2 separate regions of the Pan troglodytes genome follow, and region 2 is linked to region 1. Evidence: chromatin contacts called from public Hi-C data. All regions are on one chromosome and are shown on one strand. Each heading gives the region's core, a stretch centred on a gene start, on an enhancer-like site or on the middle of the called end of the contact. The rest is flanking DNA. Distances are from core to core; before and after follow the strand shown. Region 1 holds the start of GABRA5 (gamma-aminobutyric acid type A receptor subunit alpha5). Region 2 overlaps LOC104002228 (a long non-coding RNA gene).

What was found. Hi-C and Micro-C count contacts between places; a contact is called where the count stands out from the background.
Region 2: a contact with region 1 is called in a Hi-C map of induced pluripotent stem cells, with 3 times the contacts expected there. The contact joins the enhancer-like site here to the promoter of GABRA5 in region 1. A contact is called at or near these places in 2 of 7 Hi-C or Micro-C datasets (induced pluripotent stem cells and stem cell-derived neural progenitor cells) and 1 of 1 datasets of contacts at active chromatin or transcription factors (stem cell-derived excitatory neurons).

What each region holds. Positions count from the first base shown.
Region 1 is chr16:8,628,892-8,635,655 of NHGRI_mPanTro3-v2.0_pri, reverse strand. GABRA5 (gamma-aminobutyric acid type A receptor subunit alpha5) reads left to right here and starts at 3,167. Exons shown (of 11, transcript XM_009428669.5): 1 at 3,167-3,832; 2 at 5,176-5,240; 3 at 5,622-5,781. The coding sequence starts at 5,696.
Region 2 is chr16:9,316,261-9,323,501 of NHGRI_mPanTro3-v2.0_pri, reverse strand. LOC104002228 (a long non-coding RNA gene) reads right to left here. Exons shown (of 4, transcript XR_674423.4): 2 at 6,878-7,027; 3 at 6,008-6,091; 4 at 4,736-5,464. Among named protein-coding and RNA genes, the nearest start is that of TRNAE-UUC, 110 kb to the left of the region's middle. Within about 2 kb of position 5,666, at least 4 of the 24 cell types and tissues checked have an H3K27ac peak or open chromatin away from gene starts, as enhancers often do. A contact at or near this core is called in induced pluripotent stem cells and stem cell-derived excitatory neurons, where this site is marked.

The DNA of each region.
Region 1 (6,764 bases), core at 1,918-4,417:
TGAGAACAGGAGTTCGAGGTTGCAGTGAGCTGAGATTTCACCACTGCATTCCAATCTGGGCAAGAGAGCAAGGCTCTGTCGCAAAAAAAAAAAAAAAAAAAAAAAAGAAAGAAAAAGAAAAAAGATAGGTTATGATGAGTTAAAGATGCCTGGTGTAAACCCTAGAGCTATCACAAAATAAAATGAAATATGGCAAAATAGAGATATGATAAATAAAACACTAAAGAAGATAAAATAGATACAATGAAATTAGAAAAAAATTTAGTATCATTTTAAAAGCCCCATATGCCTCTATTTTCCTAGTTACATAAAGAAGGCAAAGTGTGAAAAAGAATAGACCATGTTCTTCTAAGGACCCATGTCAGGTGTCAGTAGAATGGAGGTGATGCAGGAGGGTGGGAACGGATGCCCCATGTTGTTAAAGCTGTGGGGTGTCTTCTCTTTTTATTTTTTTAAATCCAGAAATGTAGATCTGTTCATTCATCCATTCATTGATGTAAAATCTGGTTTCTGAGGTGTTCAGCTTGATGACTGATACATATATACTTCACCACCACAATCACATGCACTCACATTTCCATCACCTCGCAGAGCTGCCCTCTTTTGTGTGTGTGATGAGAACCCATAAGATCTACCCTCTTAGCAAGTGTCAAGTATATATCGCAGTGTTGTTAGCTGTAGTCACGATGTTGTATAGTAGATTCCCAGAACTTATTCATCTTGCATAACTGAAATTTTGTACCCTTTGACCCACATCTCCCCGTCTCTCCTTCTCCCAGCCCGTGGCAACCACTATATACCCAGTAACCCCCTTTCTGGGGATATAGTCAAAGGAAATAAAATCAGTATCTGAAAGAGAGATCTGAACTGTCATGTTCATTTTGGCATTTTTTACAATAGCCAAATAATGGAACAACCTAAGCGTCTGCCAATGGATAAATGAATAAAGAAACTGTGAGATACATACACACACACACACACACACGTATATGTATAACATACATATACGACAGTATATTATTTAACCCTAACAAAGAAGGAAATCCTGCCATTTTTGACCACATGGATGAACCTGGAGAACATGCTTGGTGAAATAAGCCAAGCACAGAAAGACAAATAGCACATGATCTCACTTATACCATGGCACTGTGTTCATGTCTCAGCCACATCTACCACACCCAACCACGCAAACACAGCTACTGTCTCAGTTCCTGCCCCTGACCGGGGTACGGGGTGGGTGCTCTGTGAACACGTGTTCTACTCATGGCCCAGCTTCCCCACCTTCAGCTATTTTAGGCTCTGACACTGGAAATGAAATTCTTATGAAGACTGGTCCAAGGCCGAGGTTGTGTGGAACTAGGGTGCCCTCTACTGTCTTCTACAACGATCACGACATTGCTTAATTTCATTCAATAAAGAGAAAATGCTAATGAAACAAATGGGAATTCAACGGATAGCCCATTATTTCTCAGCACAAATACAGAATTCTATAGTAAAACAAAAATCATTGAAATGGTAGTAAGCACTCTTCTAGCAATGTGAGTTTCTATAAGGTTCTGATGGGCCTTACGATTTCACTGTCCCCTCAGGGCAGTCCATCTAAAGTGAGGCTATGTTATGTTACATAAACACTAGGAGGAGAGAGAGTGGCATACCGTTTCATTACAGGGAAGAGAAAAGAATTTAAGCAACATGCTGAAATACAATGTTAAAGAATGACTCTAACTTAAGATGATTTTTATATATTCAATAATATGTGTTGTGTGGACATAAAGCTGATAGAAAGTGTACCAAAAAAACGTGGAAGTTTTAAACATAATCCATCAAAAGAACATATTTCCTTACAGCTGACATTTCTTTTATTATTAAGAATTAATGTCTATAACCCTCGCTAATACAAAAATCATCCCTTGTTTATATACATTTATTTTTGCAAACTCACACCGAATGACTTTGTGTGACAAGCTGTGAAGTTTTAAATTTACCAATTCTTCCAACTCTTTGATTTGCATTATGCTGTTTAATCCTGAGAGAAGAGCAGCTGTCGCTGGTATTAGGTGTTAGAATTCCAACACCTAATAGGTGAAAATTATATTAGGCTGATCATAAAACCATGTTGTTAACTTTTTAAAATTTAATGTCTCCCAAGGAATTTCACCCTAGTGGTACATCTTTTGAGAAATTAGAAAACGAAGAAATGCATACGTTCAGTGATCCATTTTAGAATTAGAAAATTCAAATTAGCATCTTATTTCATTCATATTTCCTGAAGAACCACTGGAAACAGTTATTTAATAGTGTGGCTAAATGTATATTCAGAGAAACACTTCCTGTATATTTGCACATTTATGTATATTTATGTCCTATTCCTGGAATAGATTTACAAGTTTTGTTTTTCAGAAAATTTCAGAATTTCTGGAATGTGCAGAAGTATTAACAGGTAACTTAGATTTGGAATACACTGTATTAGAGATAACTGGAAAAATGAGAGGCTTCCTACACTGGAAGGTCAAAGATCTTTCCCGGAGGGAGTTAGGAATTTGCCTTTACTTACCATTATTCTGTTAAAAGAGATTATGAATAATGCAGTTTCACAAAAGGAATGGGACAATGGTGTAAGTAAACCTCCCCATCACGTTTTCAGTGGCTTTCCTTTGAGTCTTGAACGTTTTCCACTGGGTGTTATAGTCGAGAGTCCCCCACCTCCTGAGGAAGCAAGACCTCGCAACCCCGAGACGATGCGCTCTTACTTGTGTTGTTTGAAGGGGCCCTGCTGCCGCGCAGTTGTCATTAATGCCACCCTCACCTCCCAGGAACTGCACCACTAGGACGGACGACACACCGATGTAATGACCATAGTAAGACCCCATGTACATGGCTAATGAGGCAGTGACCCGACGTGGCTCGGAAGCCCTGCTGGGGAGATCCCGCCCCGTCACCCCAGACGCGCTCTCCGACCTGCAGCCCCCAGGGCTCCTGGCCCTTTCCCCTTGCCACTGCGGCTTGTTGTCAAGAAATGGAACTTCAGAAAACCCCCAGATATACACTGCGTTAGGTAAGGATTTCATTCTAATCGAGTCCAATGTGACCCTGGCTTTCCCTCCCGTAGTTATGCATTCCTGTCTATGAGTGAGATGAAAAGAATGTCCACAGGCCAGCTTCTTTCAGAAGCGCCTAAGAGATGCGCATGTAAGGGGTGCCATGGAGCACCCGGGAAGGACCCAGGCCTGGGCAGGGAGGCGTTGGGGCCGGCTCTAGGGAGCAAAGCTCTCGGAGTCCAGGCCTCTATCACCCGACTGCTGACACTGCCCTCCCATCCCTGCTCTACAAGCGGGCGGTGGTGACTACACGAGGCGCCGAAGATGCTGTTGAGGGCCCTGGAGAAACTTCAGCAGAACAGGGCCTCTCCCCTTGCAGGCCGAGCTGCGGGCCCTGCGCCCTCCCCCTCCGCCCAGCTCGGCCGAGGGCGCGTTTGCTGAGCGTCTGGCGGCCTCTACCGGAGCACCTCTGCAGAGGGCCGATCCTCCAGCCCAGAGACGACATGTGGCGCTCGGGCGAGGTGAGAGCGGGCGCGAGTGCGCCGGGGGCGCTGGGGGGCTCTGCGGCGGGCGGCGCGCGGCCCCGGGCGCGGCGCGGAGCGGAGCTGCAGGGCGGCGGCGGGAGCGCGGGGCGCAAGAGCCGCTCCGCCGGGAGTGCCGGGGAAGTTCGCGCTGGCAGCATGGGGCGGTGACGCCGCACCGGCCTTCCGCGCCTGCCAGCCGGGCGAGAGCAGGCGGAGGAGAAGGAAGATGCATCCTCACCGACGGCTCGCCTCCCGGGGCCGGCGCGCAGGGTGAGCCCTGGGCGCGCCAGGCCGGGGCAGTGGGGTAAGAGGACGCGAGAGGGGAAGAGGACCGGCCGCCCCGGCTCGGTCCGCACCCCTCTCCTCGGGGCGCCTGAGCGGCAGGCTGCGTGGCCGGGGAGGAGAGGTGCAGAGCAGGCGGGGCGCGCAGCCAGGCCAGAGCGCAAACTTTACCCTGGCGACTGCGGGGCTGAAGCCGGGCGCGGGAGAGAGCGGGGTCCGGGCGGCTCATCCCTGCCGGACGGGGCACCAGGGCGCGGTGACCGGTTGGGGGTGGGGGACACCCGTTGCCACCATCACGGGAGCCGGAGGGGTGAGATCGCCCACCTGGAAAGCCAGCGTCAGCCCCGGGGCTCTGAGGCGCGCGGCGTCCCGGTGCTGCTCGCGGGGTGGACTCGGACCCCGCGGGGGTGTCGCGCGCGTGTCGCGCGGGCTGCTCGAGGCCAGGGGACTTGGAGCCGCCGCTGCACCGCGCGCTCCCAGCCCAGGAGGAAGGCGCTGCCTGGCGGAGCGCTTGTCTCGTACCCGGGGCAGGAGCAGGGGAGGTCTGCGAAAGCCGGGAGCGAGCCGGGGAGGGCCGGGGAGCTGGAGACCCTCGGCGTGCCGCTGCGGACCGCGCGGGTGGCGACCGCGGGTGCCAGGGCGACCCAGGCTGCGGCTCCGCAGTGCAGCCCCCGCGCCCACCTGCCCTGGCGCGCCGGCCCTGGTGAGCCTCTGTGGGGGTCCGGAGGGTCGTGGGAGCGCAGCCTCTCCTGGGGGTCCCTGGCTCGGGGCTGAGGGGCGGCGGGAGGCGCCGCCCGGGTTTCCCGCATGCAGCGCCGCGTGCTCGCCGCCTGGCTCTGGCCCGGGCCCCGCGACGAGCCCCAGGACGCGCCCAGGCGACCACCGCATGGCACCCTGCCCTTCTTGGCAGGAGTCGCAGAAGGCCTTCGCTTCCGAGGTGGAAGTACCTGTTGTGTCTCCCAATTCCGGAGTTTGCGGGGGATGGGGGTTGGGGGGGCTTCTTGGGAAAATGCTTCTTTTCGAAGCATACTGTTCGGATGCCTGTGAGCACCTATTTGCGTTATGCGCATACTGAGAAATGCGTGTTTTCAGGAAGGTTAGTCGTTGAGCCCAGGGACAATGTCTGCCTGGATCTCAAATACATTAATTAGGGTCCAGCATTGAGCGGAGAGACTTCCACAGATGCAGTGCTTAAGTTATGTAGTCACGGGGACCGAATGCCGGGAAAGTAGCCACACTCTTTTATAGGCAGTTGTCACAGTATTGTGATCCTGCAGAAAACCTGTTTCTTAAATGTGCTTTTCCCCACTTCTTTCCACGTACTTTCTCAGTGCCTTGCAGAGAGAGGAGTAGCTTGCTGGCTTTGAACGCGTGGCGTGGCAGATATTTCAGAAAGGTAAAATTACTACACTTGTGGATTTGACGGATACAAAATACAGTCGCTCAGATAACTACAGCGTTTATTTTAATAATTGGACTAATGGTTTATTTGATAACATGCTAAAAAACAAAACAGAGTATTTGAGTGGAAAACAACGAATTAGGATGATTCTGCACCCTGAGTAGAAGTAAAAATAAGCCTCTTGTTACTTATTTTTATGCTCCAACTTACTGCCCAGTGAGGGTGGTGGAAAATACCTGGTGTGCAGCTGTCCTGGGGAAGGACAGCGGGCTCCTTTCTTTGCAAATTGTTGTGATAGCAGTGTGATTTGATTCCAGGAACTGTGACACAACAGCATTGATGTTCACGTGCTTCCCCGCTTTGTGTGCTTTTCAGCTTCAAGAACAAGCTGGAGAAGGGAAGAGTTATTCCTCCATATTCACCTGCTTCAACTACTATTCTTATTGGGAATGGACAATGGAATGTTCTCTGGTTTTATCATGATCAAAAACCTCCTTCTCTTTTGTATTTCCATGAACTTATCCAGTCACTTTGGGTAAGTTACCATCTGTGCTTTTATTTTATGATGTTAGGGACACTGGTGCCTTTCAGACATGTTATGGGAGCAGCACATCCATTGAGCAAGTCCTCGCCTGCCACCATTGCAGTCCCAAGCCCTTCACTTGTTGTAAATAAATGGAGTCATTGCCCTGACCCACGCTTTCTTCCTGAGCAAGGCTGCTCCTCACGTGGGGTCTCTGAAGTGAGTCAGAGAAAAAAAGGCAGATTATGTTTTCAGAAATGGAAGCTGAAGATGATATCCGAGTCAGCTGTGATTCTTCCTACTCAGGTTAAAACAAGATTCAGGAGTTCACATGCATGAAGGACAGTCACTGCTTGTTAGACAAGGCAGTGCCAACATTTCAGTTGCCCTCCACGGTTCCATTATGCAATCAAAGTTGCCTTGAAAGCCAGGCCCATGCTACTTGGCATTGAAAAGGACTCACAATGGTCCTGGCCTGAGCCAAGGCCCTAGAACTGTGACCATCTGAATGCAGGTGCAGACACCATAAACCACAGGTGCCTGAAGATCTGAAAGACACCCCTGAGGTTCTGGCACTATCATTTCCAGTAACCCCTCTTTCATTTTAGCCTTTAGTATCCGCATACCAACTCTAACCTTTTTTTTCATGAAACTAGTGATAACCGACATCGTGGATGAATGTTCTTATGAGGCTGCTGTTCCTGTTCTGACCCGTGCCCTAGAATTGTTCTGGTTAATCAAAAGGATTGTAACTTGAAGTTGATGGCATATAATTAAGAAATTAAATGTCAGGACAAAAGTTGCCCAGCGTTAGTGCTGCAAAAATGGGGTCCAGAGGTTTCACAGCCTATCTGCATTTATGTAAATAATCACAGGATGGGGAATACCCAGTGGCTTGGCAACAGCCTGTAGACAGCCTTCCCATCTGGGGGGAAAGAGGACATCCCCAGGGCCACGATGTTTTCTGTCTGTCCTCTGTACATTTTCTGCTCTTC
Region 2 (7,241 bases), core at 4,417-6,916, 690 kb before region 1:
ACAACATTTGAAGGGGGAAAAAACAAGGCAGGAAGGGAAGGAGGAAAGAAAATAAAAGAGGGAGGGTATGGTCACATTCTCATGAGGATTTGATTAGTGCTCACTGAAGCCACACATTGCCTGTGAAAAGCATGGGGTAGAGGAAGAGTCAATTATGCATTCGGCTTATGCTCAGTAAATCTGCACTTTACATCAGATAAAGTCAACCTAGAGTTGAGGAATAAGTCAAATATGCATTGGTCAGGGAATGGGAGGAGGGACAATTTCTAGTCTCATCTTATCCCGTACCCATGAAGATAAACTGTTAATTTACATTGTCAAAGCAAGGGAGGCCACCTGAGGAAAACTTGGCTTAGGAACAAAAGCAAAGGCAGATTTTTTTTTCATGACTCAGTTTCCAAGTTTAACATTTCCTTTAGGCATAGTGAGTTTGGAGTCCTGAGATTTTATTTTCCTTTTGCAGGACAAAAACCATATTTCTGTCTAGAACCTGTAATGCAATTCTTTTTTTGTTTTGTTTTTGTTTTTTGAGACAGAGTCTCACTCTGTTGCCCAGGCTGGAGTGCAGTGGCGCAATCTCTGCTCACTGCAAACTCCGCCTCCCAGGTTCACGCCATTCTCCTGCCTCAGCCTCCCCAGCAGCTGGGACTACAGGTGCCCGCCACCACGCCCGCTAATCTTTTTGTATTTTTAGTAGAGATAAGGTTTCACCGTGTTAGCCAGGATGGTCTGGATCTCCTGACCTCATCATCTGCCTGCCTCGGCCTCCCAAAGTGCTGGGATTACAGGTGTGAGCCACCTTGCCCGGCTGAGAACTTGTAATGCAATTATCGTCAACCCTGTGGGGATAGTTCCAAAAAGGGGGCTTGGATCCTGATAAAACAGCTTATGGCAGTGGAGAGAGGAGGAATTCTATTGGGCTGTAATAAATAATTGCTAGGGAGACTGACTGAATCCAGGAAAGAAGATTAACTTGTAAATAGTTCTGTCTGGTATTTAAATGACCCTTGGAGATAGTCATTATATTCCTAAAAGGGTCCGTTCAGGTGTGGTCACATCTTGGTCCTCTTTACTGCAGTAGAAAATGAGATAACAGGGAGGGGAAGGAAAGATACTTGTTCTCCTTGGTGGGTCTGGATCTTATGCAGATAAAGGAATTCAGCTTCCTTGGTGGAGACCGTTGCGGAGGGGGTTAAGGTGAGAGTCCTTGAGGCTTCCTCAGTTCAGCATATCAGCATGTATTTTGGGTTACTAGTTTCTGAGCCCCAACAGCACATACCTCACACTTGTGAGAATAAAAGGCATCAGGAGTGAACGTGCTTTGAAAATGCATATATTTAAATGAATGAATCTGTTTATACATGCAGATTTTATATAAGCATTCATCCTGGCTGCTTCATTTTTTTTCAATGATTCCAGTTTTCTCTGTTCTACTCCTTCAAAAGCCCTCCACCCATCTTAATCTAGGAAAACCCATAATGATATTTCTTTTTCTAAATTATTTTTTATTTTTAGAGACAGATCCTTGCTATGTTGCTGAGGCTAGCCTTGAACTCCGAGCCTCAAGCAATCCTCCTACCTCAGCCTTCAGAGTAGCTGGAATTACAGGTGTGTGCCACTGCGCCCAGTTTATGATGGCATTTCTTAATGTTTCCACTATGAAATATTAATAGGTATTATGTTTAAAAAGAACCTTGCCCCATGGTCAAATATGTCTGAGAAATCTTAAGTTAAAGGACATTGGAAATGGGCTTCTCACTGAGGGCCTCTCCTGAGTCACTGGTAAGCTGCTGCATTATAAATCCCCAAAGATGAACAGAAGATGTAGCGTGCAGCATTCTGCCAAAGGTTCCGTAACTTATTTGCACATGGAACCCTCTTACGTCCTTGAGATTATCTCCTGAGGACAGACTTCAAAAACCATTTTGGGCAGATTCTTCTGTGTTCCTGGCTTTTCTCCCATCATGCACTTACAGCAGGAGATGCATTTGTGCAGCACGCTGGGCTGGATGGAGGAGGCTGCTTGTGTCTAATGGTAGAGGAGGGGGCTGAAGCAGCCGCAGACACCCCTCACCCGCATCTTCCTGAACAATGAGGGGATACATGCTTAGGGCACACTGGTGACCAATTTGCAGCACATGAGTTTATAGGGGCATAGGAGTCCTCCTCGGTAATATTCTTTCCCAGTTTCAGAGATCCTGGCTTCCTCAAAGCCAGTAACCCAAAGTGGTTGGTGCGATGATGATGCCACTTTTGCCTGCGTTCTAACCATCTTCTCCCGATTTCTGGGGCCTGATTACAGCCGCACCAAGGCAAGGATATCCCATAGCCTAGCGCAACCGCAGTCAAGCCACAGCCATCTCTTCTGAACGGGTTCTATTCCCACCTCCCTCCAACCTCTTCAAAAAAGTGCCTTTTTGGAAACTCCAGTGCCACCATGATCCCGTGCTGAAGGCCCTTCATGGGCTCTGCGTTCCACACAGATTGCCATCAAAGCCCGCAAGCAGGTCTTATGACGTGGGACCCGCCCACACTTTCCCTTACTAACCTCTGCCATGCTGGCCTGCCTGGAGTTCTAGGACAGTCCCCACCCATGTGGCCCCTGGGCTTTCCACTGTCTCTTCCCCTAGACTGGATGCTTTGGGGTTTTCCCTCGTCTCTTTGCAGGGCTAAATGCCTGCTGTCCTTCAGTGCAGCTCTCCCTGAATGTCCAGTTGTGACAGGCCCCCTGCTCTAGCAGTGTCTCTCTCAGCGTGATGGCCAGAGTGCAGCCGGCTCTCTGCCCCGTGCCTCAGATCATTTGCTCCCTGACTTTGCTGCCTCTCTCCCAGGGAGCTGCCAGTCTCATCCAATGCTTGACACTTCAGTGCTTGGTGGACCGTTTTTTGCATGGATGAATGAATCAAAGAAGTGCACGAAGGTAAGTCACACCCAGGCCTTTCCCACCAGGAGCCTCCAAGCCAGCTGGGAAGCAGTTGTCTGCACCACTGACCCCCGAGAAGTCAGGCCCACTAATGGAAACCAGCACTCACTAAATGCCGTGGGAGCAGCATGGCTGTAACAGCCTGCAGAGGGCCACGGGGGAGTGGCCAACATCAGAGCTCTCAAAGAGCAGAGCCCTGCACGCTTGGAAAAGTGCTCTTAGGAGCCCAAGAAAAGTGGAAGAAATATTAAGACTTCACTTAATAAATAAAATATAAGAGGGTTAAAAAACATGATGTTCAGATATCATCACCTCCAGACTCCCATCAGTTAAAACAGCGTTCTCAGAAAACACGTTTCCCAGTGTTGTGTATAAAACTTAAGTCCCAGTCAAGAGGATTTCATAGGCCCACCTGCCACAGAGTGAGCAACACTCTGACACTTATCTTTTCAGCCATTTTTTCCTTTTCCTTTTCATCCTCTGGCTGTTAGCGAACCACGTCTTCAAAATATTTCCTTGACCTCTCCCATTCTCTCTATGCAGCTGGGTGTGCCACATGCACTGGCAATCCCTGAAACAAAAGCCACTGGCTGAGGGTAGAGGTGGAGCCTCCCCCGGCTCCTGAGCTCACAGCGCCAGCACCTAGCGCTGCACCTGTTTCTGAAACAGGAGGGGTTCAGTAGCTGGGTACAGCAATGAATATGATGGCTAAAGCTGTTCTCATGGCAATTTTGCTGCTATTATGTCAAAAATGAGTTTCAGGGAATCTAGGTGAAAAACAGAACATTGTGCATTTTTGTCTTCCTTTTAAAATTAATTTAATTGACAAATACTAATTGTATCTATTTTGATCTATGTATACATTTTAAAAATATTCAATCAAACTAATTAAGATATCACCTCACCACCTTACAATGGATTACGTACAGCGTTAAAAGGGAAGGAAATTCTGTCATTCGTGGCAACAGGGATAGAACTGGAGGCATTATTTTAAGTGAAAAGAGCCAGGCAAAGAAAAACAAATACTATATAATCTCACTTAAATACGCAATCTGAAAAGACTCAACTCATGGAAGCGGAGAGTAGAAAGGTGATTACCATAGGCTGAGGGGACGGAGGGGGATGAGAAGAGATGCTGACCCGAGTGTACAAAGCTCCAGTTAGACTGGAGGAGTAAGCATTAGTAATCTATTGCTTTGCATGGTGACCACAGTTAATAGTAATGTATCGTATATTTCAAAATTGCTAACAGAATAGATTTTTCCCATGGCACGCTTTTTTCTTCCTCTAGCCAACTCGGGAACACTGGCCCTCTCCTGCGGCTGCCGCCCTTTGGAAACACTCAGGGAGAGGCATGGGTCAGGCAAGGCAAATGAGGGAATGGCTGCTGGCTGCTTCTGGGGAGAGTCTTCCCCAGCCTGGCTTTCGGAGGAGCCCCCCTCCTGGATCGCTGGCTGCCTGCCCTCTCCCCTGGTGCTGACTGCTCCTGTCTGTTCTCAGGTGCAAGGGGTGTGTTAGGGATACAGTCCATGAGGTCCTCCCCTGCGATGCCAGAGCTGGACTTGGAAATCTCTGCATCCCAAGCCCATGCTCGAGCACACGACTTGTCATAGTTTGTAAGGCTTGGCCATGTATTTATAGCCTTTCCTCCCCCAAAACAAACCCCAGCTGATGATCCATGCTAATCATTTCAAGCAGAGAGGGCCTACCGAGGTGGTCTCCATGGCAATGATGTGCGCTTCGGTCTCCTAGGAGACAATTACTCGTGTGACATACTTCAGATTCGCTTTACTGCCCAAAATGTGAAGCGATTTTCCTTGACACACTGAGCCACGCTCAGAATGTGTAAGTTAAAATTTAATCATTTCTAACCATAGTTTTATTCCTGTGGTTTAAAAAGGTGAGATATTCCAAAGGGGAAAAAGAGGCCTAAAAGGTAAGGAAACGGCATACAGCTTCTTGAATTGCATTATAAATTACCTGACAGGGGTAGTTATGAGGCTGACAGAACACATTGGAACTCATCTATGTTGTGTTTTAGGGATGGTTTGGTCCAGTGGATGGGGTTCTCTGTTGACATTTGATATTTATTTCAATTTAATCTGGAATAATTTATAACACATAACTTTGGCTGGAGCTGGGTTTAAAAACACATGGAACTTCGTGCATGGCACAGGTCCACTCCATGCATGCATTACACAGATTCACATAATGCGTTGCACGGGTTCACTCCATGCATTGCACAGATTCACATCAGCACTGCACAGTTTCACTTCATGCATCACACAGATTCATGTAGTGCATTGTGCAGGTTCACTGCATGCATGGCACAGGTTCACATCATGCATGGGACAGGTCCATGGACTGACTCATCACCAAAGTTGCTGTTTACCCAATATCACAGCCGGGCCAGATCACATAAATATGTGCTTGTGGCCAAAACATTTTATTTGTCTTAAAGCTCAGAAACCTGCCAAGCTCACAGATACAGGCTTTGAGGATGACATTCCATGTTCTTGTGAGGCGTCAGTGCTGAAATACCTGAAACACAAAGGTGGGACAGTCCTGGGGAAGTGGAGCAGGCCAAGGCATTGTATGATCACACCTTACCTAACTTTCACAAAAAAAGAACTGGTTAATCTCAGGCTCATCCACAAGAGGGCTGCCTGTTATTATTCCTTGCTACAAAACCACCCAGTGGTGCCTGAGAGAGACAGGGAGCAGGCGAGCTGGGGCAGACACAGGGTGCACAGCAGCCTGGGGGCGATGTCTCTCCTCCTGTTTGAGTCAGCACAACCCAGGACATGTATTTGAGTACCCATGGAGGACCAGAGGATCTGCAAGCGCATGGAGTGGCTGGACCCTGCCTTCCCAGAGGTCGTAGTCAAATCAGAGGAACAAACAACATAAGCCACACCTGTCTTAAAATGGGGCGCCGCTATTCAGAGGTGCGTTCTAAGTATTTGGGGAGCTCAGGGAAGGGAATGACTGATTTTGTCTTGAGAAAAGTTGAGGGTAACATGGAGTTGATAAAGGAAGAAGGATGAGGGAAGGCCTCAAAGAAAGAGTTGTCTTTGAACTCACCAAGGAGGAACAAGTTTCAGAGTCCAGGAAGATGGTGACAAGAATTGAGTTCAGATGGAGCAAACACCCAGCAGTGCCAAATGCCTGGCATGAGAAATTGAATACCAGGATGTCTGAAATCCAGGCTACACTTCAGATTTCATGCTGTTCTCCTTATGTGACATTGTAACTTTTATATTCTGTCTCTCAGACCAGAGCCCCAGAGAGGAGGGCTTTTGTTTCAATTGTTTCTAATTGCAACATAAAACATATTCAAATTTGTTGATTAAAAAATGAAATATTTGTTATTGGGGGAAATGGGAAAATGTTGGTCAAGGGGCACAAATTTCAGTTAGCAAGATGAATACAACCTGGAAGCCTAATGCACAGCAAAGTGACTATGGTTAATGATACCTTACTGTATACTTCAAATTTGCTAAGAGGACAGATCTTAAGCTTCTCACCCAAAAAGAAAAAAGGTAACTATGTGAGATGATGGATACGTTAATTAACATGTTTGTGGTGATTATTTCACAATGTATCTGTATATCAAATGATCAAATTGTATACCTTAAACATACACAGTTGTCAAATATACTTCAACAAAAATAAAAGTAAATCAAAACATAATTACAATATCATTATCACACACCTAAACAAATATCCTTGATTAGCGTTTAATATTTTTTTTCTGTTGCATCGATCAGGGAACATTCAAACACAAGACCTGGATCAAATTACTTTGTCCTTTGCCTTAAAATTTCTATTATATTTCATCACAAATTAGCATGACACAGTGTGTGCTGAAGTCTGCTCAAGTTTGTGACAGATTTTCTTGTTTTATAAATAGTTTCTTTCACTTATCTCCTTATATACCAGTATTTCTCTTACCGGTATGACTGATATGAACTTTTTTTTATCAAATGGCCTTCACTGATGGAACAGATATCTGGATGGGTTCTTTTTTATTACTGCGTAAAGTTGGAGTATGGCATCGTCCAGGTACTTAGAAATGAATACAAATACAGCATTTTGAAATTCCTAAAAAAGAAAAAGAAAATGGGTATAAAGTTCCAGTTATGCAAGATGTGTAAGTCCTAGAGAACTACTGTACAGCATAGTGCAGATAGTTAACACTTGAAAATATGTTCAGAGGATACATCTTATGCTAAGTGTTCTTACTACAAACATACACACATATATACATACGTCAACACACATACACACATATATACACACACGCACACACATACAC